Regions from separate parts of the Mus musculus genome. Here all the other regions are linked to region 2. A link is a contact called in public HiCAR-type, HiChIP or PLAC-seq and promoter capture Hi-C data. All regions are on one chromosome and are shown on one strand. The core of a region is the stretch at or near the end of the contact, and the rest is flanking DNA. Distances in the headings are between cores, read along the strand shown.

Evidence for each region. Promoter capture Hi-C pulls out the DNA fragments that hold promoters and counts their contacts. HiCAR-type assays count read pairs that join an accessible place to other places. HiChIP or PLAC-seq counts read pairs in DNA pulled down with a chosen protein or histone mark.
Region 1: a contact with region 2 is called in a HiCAR-type map of astrocytes, with 6 times the contacts expected there. The contact joins the promoter of Bmpr1a here to the promoter of Ccser2 in region 2. A contact is called at or near these places in 2 of 39 promoter capture datasets (hippocampal neurons and pre-B cells) and 3 of 115 datasets of contacts at active chromatin or transcription factors (astrocytes, embryonic forebrain and extraembryonic endoderm stem cells).
Region 3: a contact with region 2 is called in a promoter capture Hi-C map of pre-B cells, with 18 times the contacts expected there. The contact joins the promoter of A930038B10Rik here to the promoter of Ccser2 in region 2. A contact is called at or near these places in 13 of 39 promoter capture datasets (the 3T3-L1 cell line, the C10 cell line, cranial neural crest and 7 more), 2 of 484 Hi-C or Micro-C datasets (CD4 T cells and pre-B cells) and 7 of 115 datasets of contacts at active chromatin or transcription factors (astrocytes, embryonic stem cells, extraembryonic endoderm stem cells and 2 more).
Region 4: an H3K27ac HiChIP or PLAC-seq map of thymic regulatory T cells shows a contact between it and region 2, with 19 times the contacts expected there. The contact joins the promoter of Glud1 here to the promoter of Ccser2 in region 2. A contact is called at or near these places in 3 of 39 promoter capture datasets (the C10 cell line, liver and pre-B cells), 5 of 484 Hi-C or Micro-C datasets (CD4 T cells, CD8 T cells, double positive thymocytes and 1 more), 5 of 115 datasets of contacts at active chromatin or transcription factors (astrocytes, embryonic forebrain, extraembryonic endoderm stem cells and 2 more) and 2 of 9 other capture datasets (adipose tissue and liver).

The regions. Positions count from the first base shown.
Region 1 is chr14:34,500,843-34,503,979 of GRCm38.p6, reverse strand. Bmpr1a (bone morphogenetic protein receptor, type 1A) reads left to right here and starts at 1,434. Exons shown (of 13, transcript NM_009758.4): 1 at 1,434-1,585.
Region 2 is chr14:36,967,314-36,970,381 of GRCm38.p6, reverse strand. It overlaps Ccser2 (coiled-coil serine rich 2), which reads left to right and starts at 1,618. Exons shown (of 11, transcript NM_027045.1): 1 at 1,618-1,840.
Region 3 is chr14:34,758,361-34,761,494 of GRCm38.p6, reverse strand. A930038B10Rik (a long non-coding RNA gene) reads right to left here and starts at 1,300. Exons shown (of 5, transcript XR_001781218.2): 1 at 1,223-1,300.
Region 4 is chr14:34,309,359-34,312,413 of GRCm38.p6, reverse strand. Glud1 (glutamate dehydrogenase 1) reads right to left here and starts at 1,687. Exons shown (of 13, transcript NM_008133.4): 1 at 1,072-1,687. The coding sequence starts at 1,516. Shld2 (shieldin complex subunit 2) reads left to right here and starts at 1,897. Exons shown (of 10, transcript NM_001360074.1): 1 at 1,897-2,247.

The DNA.
Region 1 (3,137 bases), core at 185-2,684, 2.5 Mb after region 2:
GACAGCTCAGAAAAAAGACGAGAGAATGTGACTCAAATGTAACAAAAGACAATGGAGGCACTGATGGCCCTAAAGGCAAAAGCTGACGGAGGAGAAAGGGGGCACGAAGGACAGTTAGTTAAAACTAGAATATAAGGGACTGTACATATTTTCAGCTGAATATGAGGGAATACCGTGGGATCTAAGTTTTGTTTTGCTTTTTCCCTCCAGGCCAGAATGTGTGTAAATACACAAGTATGAAGTGCCTGGCACAGTTTCTTCCTTCACTCTTTCTTCTGTCTATTTTAAACAATTTCCCAAGAGATTTATAGTTTTCTCAGAAAAGTGAATTAACAGAACGAATACGAAATATTTGTTGAAATACTTAAACGGAAGAGGTTATATATTTAACGACTGGTTTAAAAAGGGATTATCTTTTCCTTCTTCATCCACAGGCCACTGAATACTTTTAAGGGCATTTTGCATGGCGAATGAGAGGGGAAAGGGAGAAAAGAGGTAGTGACAGTTCTTTGCATTTTTCTAAAAGGATGGAAAGAGCCTCGGGAGGGTATCCGAGGTCACTCGGCTGAGCCAAAGGTGGATTGAGAGTCGTATTTATAGTCCGCTGACTTCAGTTCAGCCGGCTCTCGCCGCTCCTTATCTTACGCCCGAGGAATTCGCAGGCCCGCGGATCACAAGCCACCCCAGCGGCGGGGCCCCCGGGCCGAAACCAGGCTTTCGCTACGTGATCCGGAGAACGCGTGCACCTCCACGTTCCTCCCGGCGGGCCAGAACCAGAGAGCACCGGGGGACGGGGAAGGGAGGGGGTGAGTAATGAATGCAGTGTGCCTTACATCTTTCTTTGCAACCACAACTACGAGACGGGCAACCGATCCCGCACCGGGAGCCTCGGTGCCCTCGGAGCCACCGGGCCGCTTCTCCCGTGGAGCCCGAGCTCCGGCTCTAGAAGGAGTGTGCCCGCATCGTCCACTTCACGCAGCTTTGCCCCAGTGGGCCCCTCCGTCACGCGTGCGGTGGCGGCGGCGGCGTGCGCTGAGGGGCGACCCCCTCCCCTCGGCAAACCTGGCGCCCCCGTGCCGGCGGCCGGGCCTCCTTCCCGGCAGAGGGGCGCCGAACTCCACGGGCCCTTCGGGCGCTTCCGCCGAGCTCTCGGCTCGGTTCGTGTCCGGGGCGGGGCCGGCGCCCCGGCGCGGGTGCGCGCAGAGCTGGCGGGCCCTTCCCAGTGCGCGCGCGCCGGCGCCTCTTGCTCGCCCGAGCCGCCCCTCCCCCCTCCCCCGCTGCCCCTCCCCCGCCCCGCGAACGAGCGAGCGTCCTCCGCGGCTGAGGCGGCAGAGATTGGAATCTGCTTGCCCGCCGCGCGGAGGAGGAGGAGGAGGAGGGCGGAGGGAGGAGGGAAGGGCGGGGAGGGAGGCTCGAGCTCCCGCGCGTCGGCCCCGCGCGAGACGACGACTGTACGGCCGCGCGAGGGGCGACCGGGCCCGGGCCGCTGCACGCCGAGGGCGGAGGCCGAGCCGGGCCCCGCCGCCCCGCGGCTGTCCGTGCCCGCCCGCGCCGAGCGCCGGAGGATGAGTTTCTCGGGATCCCGGTGAGTTGGCGGGTGGCGACGGAGTGCGGGTGCGCCGCGGGAGGCCGGCGAAGTTTGGGGGCGACGGTGGCGGCGCAGGGGAGGCCGCGACGCGCCTCCGCGGGGCCTGCGGGAGAGACCCCCCGGCCCCGCGGCCCGGCCCGCCCGCGCTTGCCCTTTTGTTCGCCTTCGCACCACTCCGGGGACGCTTCTGGAAGCCTTAAATGGGAACGGTGCTCTGCTCCCGCTCCGGAGCTGCGCGGCGGCTGCTGCGGGGACTGGGTCTCGGGACCCTGCTAGAGAACGAGAACGAAGCGTGTTCAGTGCGGGGACGGAGGCCGGGCGAAGTGCTCGGCCCGCCCGCCAACTTGGCTGCGGGAAGGCGCCGGGTTTCCCCCTCCGTCCCTGCGAGTTGGTTCACCTGTTGTTCTGCGCGGCCTCCGCTGCCATGTCTGTTGTGATTCTGCACTTCGATTTCGTAAAACTTTGTGCTGGGTTGCGTTACATCCCCCCAACCCCCGTTTCAGACTCCTAGCGGAAAGATCTGGCAAAGAAAAGGAAAATTAAAAATTAAAAAAAAAAAACCAAAACCAAAAATCCCAAACCTCCAACGCGGCAGGGAAGAAAAATAATAACGCCGTGTGTTAGTCGTGCCTGGCGTTTTTGTGACTTGTAAGTCGTGGTGTGGATCTTTTTCATTTGGTTAAAGAGCTGCAGGCTTTCTCTTTTAAACAGCTTACAAACCGTTCTGACTACATGATACGAACTTAGCACCGGTGTCACGCCATTTACTTCTTAAGATAACCCTGGTTATTGTATTCTTTGTTGCTTTAGAAGAGGAAACCGAGACGCAGAGGTTTAAATAACTTAGATAAGTGAGCCGGGATTGAACCCAGGGACGTCGTATTCAAGAGTATGGCCTTCTTACTAAAGCAAAATTGTGCAAAGACCTAGGAGCGTTGTCTAGTTATTCACGAACTCCTGTGTTGCTTCAGTTGTAAACCGACTTGTGTTTGCTCGTGAGGGGAAATTAAACTTCGAGATAAAATAAAAGGTAATTTAATGCTTATCATTGTTCTCGAACTAAAAGATGTTGAACAAAACTATCTTAGTTTTTGTTTTTTTGTTTTTTTTTTAGTGTCAGAACTAAACTATGAACACTTCTTGGGAACCCAGAGTTTATGGAAAACAGATTTAAAATTGGAATGGGTTTTTAATTAAACCTGTACTCTGTTTTATATCCTCGCCGCCGCCCCCCCCCCCCCAAATCTAGGGGGAGACCTTTTTAACTTTCTTTCCTTCTCCCTACCCTTTTAAGAGTGAAGAGTTCACTGGTTGATCTTTGGTTTGGATTTCTTCTCCATTCTATTTTCCTTCTAGAGGACCTCCTCCCACTTACTAGTTAACATTTTGATTCATTTCCTTTTCTTACCGATTGGGGCATGAATTATCCTCTCTGTTGTCTTGTTGTTTTTGTTGTTGTTGTTCCTGTTGTGTTGATACAGAGTTTCAATACATAGCTCAGGCTGGCCTTCAAGTGGCTGTAGACCAGGCTGGTATTGGATTTTTAAAA
Region 2 (3,068 bases), core at 369-2,868:
TTGATGAAGCCTGAAAAATTCATATGCATCAGGCACTCTGTAAGGCTTCTACCTTTGCAGAAGAAAGGGAAGTGGTGACCTAGCACGTCAAACTGCCAAAGAAAACACATACTTACCTCAAATATTCAGGGAGTCACAAGACAACAGCCAAGCAGTTCTGAGAAGCAAAGCTCTTCCTGGTTTGGGGAATGGAAAGATCACCCTGCCCCCTCCCAGATTCTTTATAGAGCCTATTGGAACAGTTGCATCTTGCCTAGCTCCCAAGGACAAGCTGTGGAGAGCCACTTCTTTTCCATCTCTCAATTTAGATTGTAGCGTAAAGTCCAAAGCATATTTAGCAACCTCATCGCATGAGTGTTGTGTTTGAATCTGAGGTCTGGAACTGGTGTTTGCTCTCTTAATGATTTACTTAATCTAAAAAGAAACATACTGCATGAAGCCCTAGTCTTTTCCAGCACTTTAAAGATACACATTATCATCCACAAAATTAAGTCTCCCTATCATTATTCTATTGACCAATTAAAGAGACAAGTAATAATGAAACAGGTAAAAAGGAAATTTACTCATTATGGCCACATAGGGAATTGGAGGAAGCAAAAGGGTACAGTTATCACCAAGTCCACCGTCAGGAGTACTGACCAGAGGTTTAAGTCTATATAGAGAGCTAGAGATAGTTGTAAATTGAGCACTCCTGCCTGGTTAAGGTGTGATAGGACTGACCTAGCACTGTTTCGGCTCACTCCGGTCTATCTTGCAAAGTGGTCTGAGAAGTTGTCAGAGCTACGAATCCTGGGAGGCAAGCTCCTTCTCTGGATAGCGCTAGGCCTTCAGTGTTGTTTCCATTTCTCCAGGATGAAAATACCTAAAATTTAAAACATTATTTGGAGTATAATGTTTCAACAGTCTGATGGCCTGAGGGGCGCTAGTGTCTCCTCCCCTACCACAGTGGTTATGTTAGTGGTCTGGAGGACAGGTGGAGACTTTCCAAGTTCTCTTTCAATATTATTAATTTCAGTTGAGCTGTTAGGGCTAGTGAGGAGACTAGGCAGTCTAGGGTCAGATAAATATCACCGTCAATGCTTTTAATAGACAGCCAGATACTGAAGGCTTTCATGATGGTGACTCTCAACGACTTGTCTGACCATCTAGGAAGGAGGGAGAGATGGCATTTGGAATGGGATTGGGATCCACAGCCTCATAAAATAGCTCCAATTCTCAGCTCTCAGTGTTTTATCGCAATCTCCGCTCAGATTCAGTATGCACGGCTGAGGCATAGCCAGCCACAGTCAGGCCAAAACAAGACGTAAAGTGGGGAAGTCATGCTTGCTCCAGTGTTCAGATCACTCCTGTCAGACTGGAGCCGGAGCTGACAGGTTTGGTTGTGGTCAAGCTGCACATTTGAATCCAGCCAAGAGACCGGAGTGAAAGGTTCAAGCCAGGAAAAGACCTGAGTCAGGGGGTAAAAAGGCAAGGTCAGTGGATCAGGGCGGAGCCTGCGAACGGCTGGCGCGAGGTTGGGGCGGGCCCGGAGGCGGGGTCTAGTCCAGTGAGACTCGCGCCTGCGCAAGGACAGACCGGGAGGCGGGGCCGCGCACGCGTAGTGCGAGGGCCCTGGAGGGCGGAGTCCAGGAGGGTGCCGGCCTAGGGAGGGGGCGCGGCGTCGGTGAAGTCCGGCGCTCCCGCAGGCCGAGGAGGCGATGCTGGCTGCTGCGGGGCAGGCGGCTGGACAGACCGGGATGTGACGGAACTGCCTCTCGCCTCTCTCCCATCCTCGGGCGGGCAGGTCGCTGGGCGACCGGCAGCCGGGCCGCGGCCGAGGAGGCAACGCGACCTCCGCACGGTGAGAGTCGGGGGTCAGGGCCGGGGTCTCGGGGCGCCCGAGGCTGCCTGGCTCCGGGGCGCAGCGCGGGCGGACGGAGGGCCGGGTGTCCTTGGCCAGCAGCGCTCTGGGACGACCCTCGGAGCCCCCGCCCCCTCTCCCGAGCCGCCTGCTGTGCAGCGGGCAGGCCGGATGCCCCTGCTCGGTGGTGCTGTGACGGGAAGGGGCCGCGGGATGCCCGGGCTGCAGCCTTCCTGCACCGGGAAATCAGGGCGAGGCAGAGATGCCCTGGGATTTCAAAGCCTGGATGCTCGCGTTGGTGAGGGAAAGTACCTGAGAGCCCGGAATGAGTGGGATTTTTTTTTTTTTTTTTTTTTTAAATCACTGAGTCAAAACAAAGACACGCCCTAAAACACGTCTTGAGAACTTTGGTGGATTACGGGGCGTCTGTAGGTTCAGGTGCTTTACGCCCCTCCTCTCCCTCTTTTGGACGTCTATTTTTATACATTTTTTTTAAAAATGTACCTACTTTCTTGACAAAGTAAAGGGAGGGGGCAATCCATTTGAGGTGGTCGTTGCTCGTAAAGCCTGATTTTGAATTTCAATAATTGCAAATTCATCTTTGCTGGCTACCTAGCCAATTAGGTTTGCTGATCATAAAATAGGCCTTAGCCATGGAAATGACTAGTGCACAGACTCTTCGCCGTTCAAGATTGGAATGCCCTGTTTCACTTAAGGAGAGAGAAAAACCAGGTGGTTCACGCCTTTATCCTGGCATTCAGGACGCAGAGGCAGGTGGATTTCTGTGAGTTCCAGGCTAACCTAGTCTACATAGCAAGCTTCAGAATAGCAAAAACTACCTGGACCTTGTCTCAAAAAACCCAAGCTGGGGGAGGACGGTTATGAATGAGAATAAGCATTTACCTTTTTTTTTTTTTTTCAGAGTAGCCGTTTGAAAAAGCATTTTTTTTGGGGGGGTCAAGAACATTAAGTATTAGTGAGACATATGTATTTAGACAGTTGATTAAAGTATCATCATTTAGATTAAAAAACTGGAATCAAATTTAATGCAAAGGATAACTATAAAGTATGCGTTAAAATGTATAGTGTATAATTGGTAAGGGATGTAAACGTTGATGAAGGGTTTGCATTGGATGAAGTCAGTCTTCTTTCCAGACTTTATTAATGTTTGTCTCTCTTAATTTGTTAGAGTGCATTGCTCTTCTCTTATATGGTGGTTTTCTTCCTT
Region 3 (3,134 bases), core at 51-2,550, 2.2 Mb after region 2:
GACAGAAGTGTGAAGTAGAAGAGGCTGGAGAAGTGGTGCACATGCCTGTGGTATTTGGTTCTTGCTGTTGCATTTTCCACGGGATGCCATGCAACTATCTAAAATGCTGACAACTGTAACCTCCCAAATTTGTCCTCTACTATCTCAATTCAGTCACCAAATGCCATCTGAAGGCTCACATGGCCAGTCATGCAAAAATACATGCTCAAGTAGTTTAGAAACCTGTTCATGGTCTACGGGTTCAACTCAGGATGTGGGTTCCACCCCAAAGCCAGGCCCAGACATACTGACGATACTAAATGTCTAAACCTAAGTTCCAGAGAAGTGTTTGTTTGTATGTATGTATGTTTGTTTGTTTGTTTGTTTAGGTGGTGGTAATACAGTGCTACAGTCCTGGGATGAACCCCAGGGCCTCAATGCATATTAGGCAAACTTCCTACCACTGATCTATTGTCCCATCTACCCTTTCACACCTCCTGGGTAACTGGCATTGCAGTTGTATGTCAGCAGGCATGGCTATAAAGATCAGTTTTATGTGTGTTGTCAGGGGTCAGGGGTGGCACAAATCTATAACAAATCCCAGCACCAGGAGGCTAAGGTGGGAAGATCAAGAGCTTTAGACCAGACTGGACTATAAGATTCCATCTCAACAAACAAGTGTTTAGGTTCAAATGCCAAAAGCTTTAACAGTGAAAGGACAGGTGTAGTGCCACACACTTGTAATCACAGCATTTGGAGAGTAGAGGGAGGGGAATCGGAAATGCAAGGTCAGTCTCTACTGTACAGCAAATTTGAGGCCAGCAGGGCTGAAACCCTCTGTCAAGGAGATAAAGAGAGAGGAATGGGGAACGGAGGGGAAGGAGAGGGGAAGGAGAAGGTGGGGGAGAGGAGGAGAGGTTTAGAGGGAGAGACAGACAGAGACAGAGACAGAGAGACAGAGGGGGAAGGATAGAAAGAGAGGAAGAGAGGGGGAGGAAGAGAGAGACAAAGAGAGAGAGGGAGGAGAAAAAGGGAGAGAGACAGAGAGACAGAGACAGACAGAGAAAGAGAGGGAGGGAAAGAGGGTGGCAGGGAGTAAGAGAGACACACACACACACACACACACAGAGAGAGAGAGAGAGAGAGAGAGAGAGAGAGAGAGAGAGAGAGAGAGATTTTCAGTGAGGTCCTAAGCAGTGTCCACCCAGGTCCTTGAACTATTTCTTCTAAACATGATGCTTACCCCAGGTTTTCTAGGTTTCTCCATTGACTGTCCCCCTTAGAAGATTATTTTAAGGTCACCTTTGTCCAATGTTCACTCTTTCAGCTGTATAAATATTACCCAATAAGTCACATTGACTTTCTCCTGTAGTTTTGCTACCTCTAAGTTAATAATTTGCTTAGTTTTCTGACTAGTCAGGGAAGTCTGTCCGACACACAAATTGCATTATCAGTCACTCAACCTGGAGGTAGCCTCTCAGATTAATCTTGTTTTTCTTAACTAAAATCTTCCTAGAGTGTTAATGCTTCAAATTACCGCTTCTTTGGGACTTCATTTTCTTTTATGTGTGTATGCCAGTGTTTCCCTGATTTGCCCAGTCTGCTTTGAACCACAATCCTGCAGAATCAGTCTCCCAAGTGCTGAGATTCTGAGCCTGCATCATTGAACACAGCTCTCTAGATCCTTAAATGGGATTTTCCTTGCTAAGACAAATTGGAATTTATTTTTAGCAACTGGTCAAGATAAAGTTATTCTAAGCTACACTCCTAACATGTTGTGTATTGAAACATGAACAAAACCAGTTTCCTGACATCAACAAACTCTGGATGGGGTGACTCGGGAACCAACAAGAAGTAATACCACCAGAGGAGGAGGGATCGGGGTGCCGGAACCGGCTTGGGCATCGAATAGATATGGATTTAATCCTGGTCCTTTCTGCCTCTGTGTGAGTCTAACTGGGCATGATAGGCTCTCCCCACCATGAATGTGAAGCTGGTGAGAGCAACAAGAAGGGAGCCTTACCTGCAGCAGCTGAAGATCACATAAGGCTCGTTTCCAAGTCAGCATATTCTGAGACCGATGGTGTGCAGGACCAGCGTAGGGTGCAACACTCAGATGATAATGGAATTACAATGATCTCACTTGCTGAGGGAGGGCTTCTGAAACATTCTCCACCCGTGACCTCTTTACACCTGTGTAGAAGTTTTGTCCTGGTTCTTTCTACCTCCCAGCCCCATGCTCCCAGGAATTAAGACTCAGGCTCAAAATATATTTATAAATATCTTGGCCATATAACTAGGTTCTTATCTGAGTAGGTCATAATTTATGATTACCCGTTTATTTTAATCTATATTCTGCCATGTGACTAGTCACCCGTGCTCAGATACCATGTGTCTGTCTTGTTACATCTTCCCAGGCAAATCTCCTGCTCCTGGCTCCCAGAATCCTTTCTGCCTCCCGAATGTCCTACCTATTTTGTGCCTAAGCCATAGGCTATCAGATTTATTTTGTCAAGTGTACAACCATACAGACATAAGATATTTTTTATATATACATGTGAAATTATTTTTATTACCTTGATTGATTGATTGATTGATTGATTGTGTATGTGCACATGAGTATGCACACAGCGTGGCTTGCACGTGGAGGTGAGATGACAACTTGAGGGTATCAGTTCTCTCCTTCTGCCTTATGGGACAGGGATGGAATCCAGGTGTTTGAGCTTGGCACCACTTGAGACTCAGTTTCTATTTGACCTTGGAGACACACTGATATAAAGTAGGTATACAAATCATTTGCTGGCAGTAGCTCATAAAGTTTCTTTTTAAGTCCATGATTCATGGATAATTTTACTACTTCGTAAAGACAAAAGAAAACCTGTATTCTAATGAGGTAGATGTGCTTATTTATTTTTGCATAAAGAATTAAATGTTGGCTGAGTATGTAACACTGCCAACGTTTTATTTTATGATTCTCTGTGCTGATAGTATCAGTTTGCATAAAGACATAGTATAAAATGACAGATTGTGTCACAGTGATTTATTGGAAATTCTGTCCTAATCACAGAACAAACTTCACTGAGCAACGTATGTGTGTGTGCGTGTGTGTGTGCGCACGCGCGTGTGCGTGTGTGTGTGTGTGTGTGTGTGTGTGT
Region 4 (3,055 bases), core at 438-2,937, 2.7 Mb after region 2:
GACAAAGGTCTAGTCCTGCAATTCTCAACCTGTGGGTCCCCCGTAACCCCTGAAGGGGTTGCATATCAAATATCCTGCCTATTAGATATTTACATAACTACTCCTAACAGTAGCAAAATTACAGTTATGAAGTTGCAATGAAATGAATCACTGTTCTAGTCTAACCTCTGCTCACTTGCCAATTCAACCTCCATCAAGACTCCTACTCAATACATTAAGTTTAAGCAACAGAAAAAAGGTGGTTTTTCTTTTAATAGTCTTTTTTTTTTTTAAAGCACCTTTAACGCTGTATGATTGTGTACTGTAGTGGAGAGAAAATGAAAAACGTATTTTTCTTCCCTAAAAAAAGGCTGTAAGCCAATCTACACACATCCCAAAAGTTTAAACCACAGGATACCCTGGTAACTACCAAATCTAACTGATTCAACTCCCTAAGGACTCTACCTTTTGCCTAGGCTCAATTCTGGTACTAGCCAGGACAAGAACACACCCCCAGGGCTATTTCATTCTATTGGCTGGCAGGCAGTTCTGTAGTCTACACCCTTTAGATTTAATGTCAGGTCGCCCTGTTTGTCAGAGACCTTACTCTGCTCGATATTTTACATTTTCCAAGGGGAGAAAAGAGGCACAACACAAAAAGCCATCAGTGTAAAATTATAATAATTTAGAAGATTAGTAAGCTGCGCTGGTTAATCAAACTTTCAAGATTCCAACTCCAAAAAGAAGATAATTTTTCTCTGTTCTTGTATCGTCGGCTGCTGGCGTTAAGGGTTCACGGTCTATGACATGACAGGCACCGAGGCTAAAGAAAAGCTGTACAGTGTCCTCAGTGAAGTCAGCATCAACACAAGCAGAGGCTTGGGGTGAAGACTTGCCCAGTAAAAAGGCTGGCATATTACGTGGTAGTTTTAGGGCGGAAAAAAAAAATCAGTATCCTCTAAGGCTGCCACACCCGAGGCGGGGGAGCCCGAAGCGGGGCACGGCCTGCAGAACTGGGCTGGGCCGAGTAGCGGCCCGGGCTACGGGAGTCTGGAGGGGAGGGAGGACAGAAAGGGGCCGGAGGGCGCTCACCTCCCTTGCAGGGCGTGCGGTGCTGGCTGTGCTGGGCCCGGTAGCCTTCGATGACCTCCCAGGAGCCGTCGTCGCGCCGGATGGGGAAGGAGAGGCTCAACACATGGTTGCAGGGCTTGATGATCCTCAGGATGCCGCGCACCCGGTTCCGCTTCTGCTCCTCGCTCTCCCGGGTCTTCAGGTCTTCCACCAGCTTGTCCTCTACGATGCTGGCGCCGCGGTCGAAGAAGCCCTCCACCATCTTGAAGAAGTTGGGGTCGTCTTCGCGGTCGGCGGCCGCTTCGCTGTAGTGGCGCCGGGCGACCGGCGTGAGCCCGGGTTGCGGGGCGGCGGAGGGCTGTCCGCGGGCCCAGCCCAGCAGCGCGGCTGAGTCTGCAGCCGCAGAGCCCAGGGCAGCGGGCCCGGCGCGGGACAGCAGCAGCGCTTCGCCCAGACGGCGGTACATGGCGGCGGCGGCGGGCTGAGGCGAGTGCGGCGGGAGCTGTAAAGACCGGAGCTCGCAGGCCTGGACCGCGGGGAGGAAGGGCTGGGCGCGAGCTGCCCTTTTAAGCCGCGGCTTCCTGCTTGTCTGGCTGTCCCCTCCCCTGCGCCGCTTGTCGCCCCACCGGGAGGACGGACTTCGGCGGCCGCGCGCCGCCCAGGGCGCTGGGCCTCGCCTCCGCCGCGGCCTTGCCCGGCCTCCAGGCGGCGGCGCGTGCGGCTGCGGCGGCGGGGGGCGCGCCTTTGCAGATGGGCTTGGTGCGCATGCTCGCGGGCGGGGGCGGGGCTAGCGTGGACGCGCGCGGGCTGCGGCCCGGAGGCCTGGGCTCCTGAGAGCGGTCGGACGCGGCCGCGGCCCGGAAGGTCGGTCCCGTGTGCACGCGCGGCGGCCTGGGAGGTGGAAGCGGACTGCAGGGAGGCCTCGCTGGCTGGCCAGCAGCCCCGGCCGCATGAGTCACCAGGCCCCTCCTTTCCGCCTTGGGCCGGAACGGTGTGCGGATCCGCTGCGCGGCCGGCCGGAGAGTGACGCCGCGCCGAAGCCGAAGAGGCGCGGGGCAAATCCCGACTCATCCCGAATCCGACTGTTGAGGAACCGGGAAAGCAAGAAGCCTCAGGACAGGAGGGAGGCCCTGACCCCACAGGCCTTTACTTTGCACAAGGTTTTAATTTGTTGTAGGCAACTTCAGCGATTTTGAGGTAAAACAGTTATGCAAAGCATTGTTGACTCTTTCGCGTGCCACTTTATTTTACCTTTTTTTTTTTTTGAAAAGTCAGGGCCCCTGTAGCCCAGGCTTGCCCAGAACTCATGGGAACTTGCCTGCTTCTGCTCCCCCAGCCCACTCCCCTGAGTGCTAGGATTACAGGCTTGAGTCAGCACACCCGCACATAGTTGTAACTCCACCATTGACTGAGTGTGTGCCCCTCTTTTGGAATCACGTCCTAAAGTAAACTAGAAATATAATGTCTCAGTATATATATTTAATTTCTGCGACTCACTTTATGGATCAGGCTGGCCTTGTCTGAGTGCCTGAGTGCTTAGATTAAAGGAATGTGACATCCTGTGTGTGTGTGTGTGTGTATATACACACACACATATATATACACACATATATATACATATATATATACATACACATATTATTTAAATGGTCTAGGATCTGATTACTAAGTTATAATTTTCACAATGGTAGCCAGGCTTGAGTGCTACACTCTGGGAACCCCAGAACCTGAGAGGTGGGGGCAGGAGGATAGAGTTTGATTCCAGCCTGGGCAACATGAGATACTCATTTTTCTCAAACAAAGCTACAAGAAAATCCAGTTGAACACACACACACACACACACTAACATCCTTTAAGTCAAGCTACCTATCACGTGCCACATTACTAGTAAAATCACCCCAGAGTGCCTTGGCGATTTTGTAAACCCTTGGACTTTGTGACACTATTCATCTCTTACATGACTTTATTCATCTACTAAGCATGAAAGAGAAATTCTTAGTTCTTA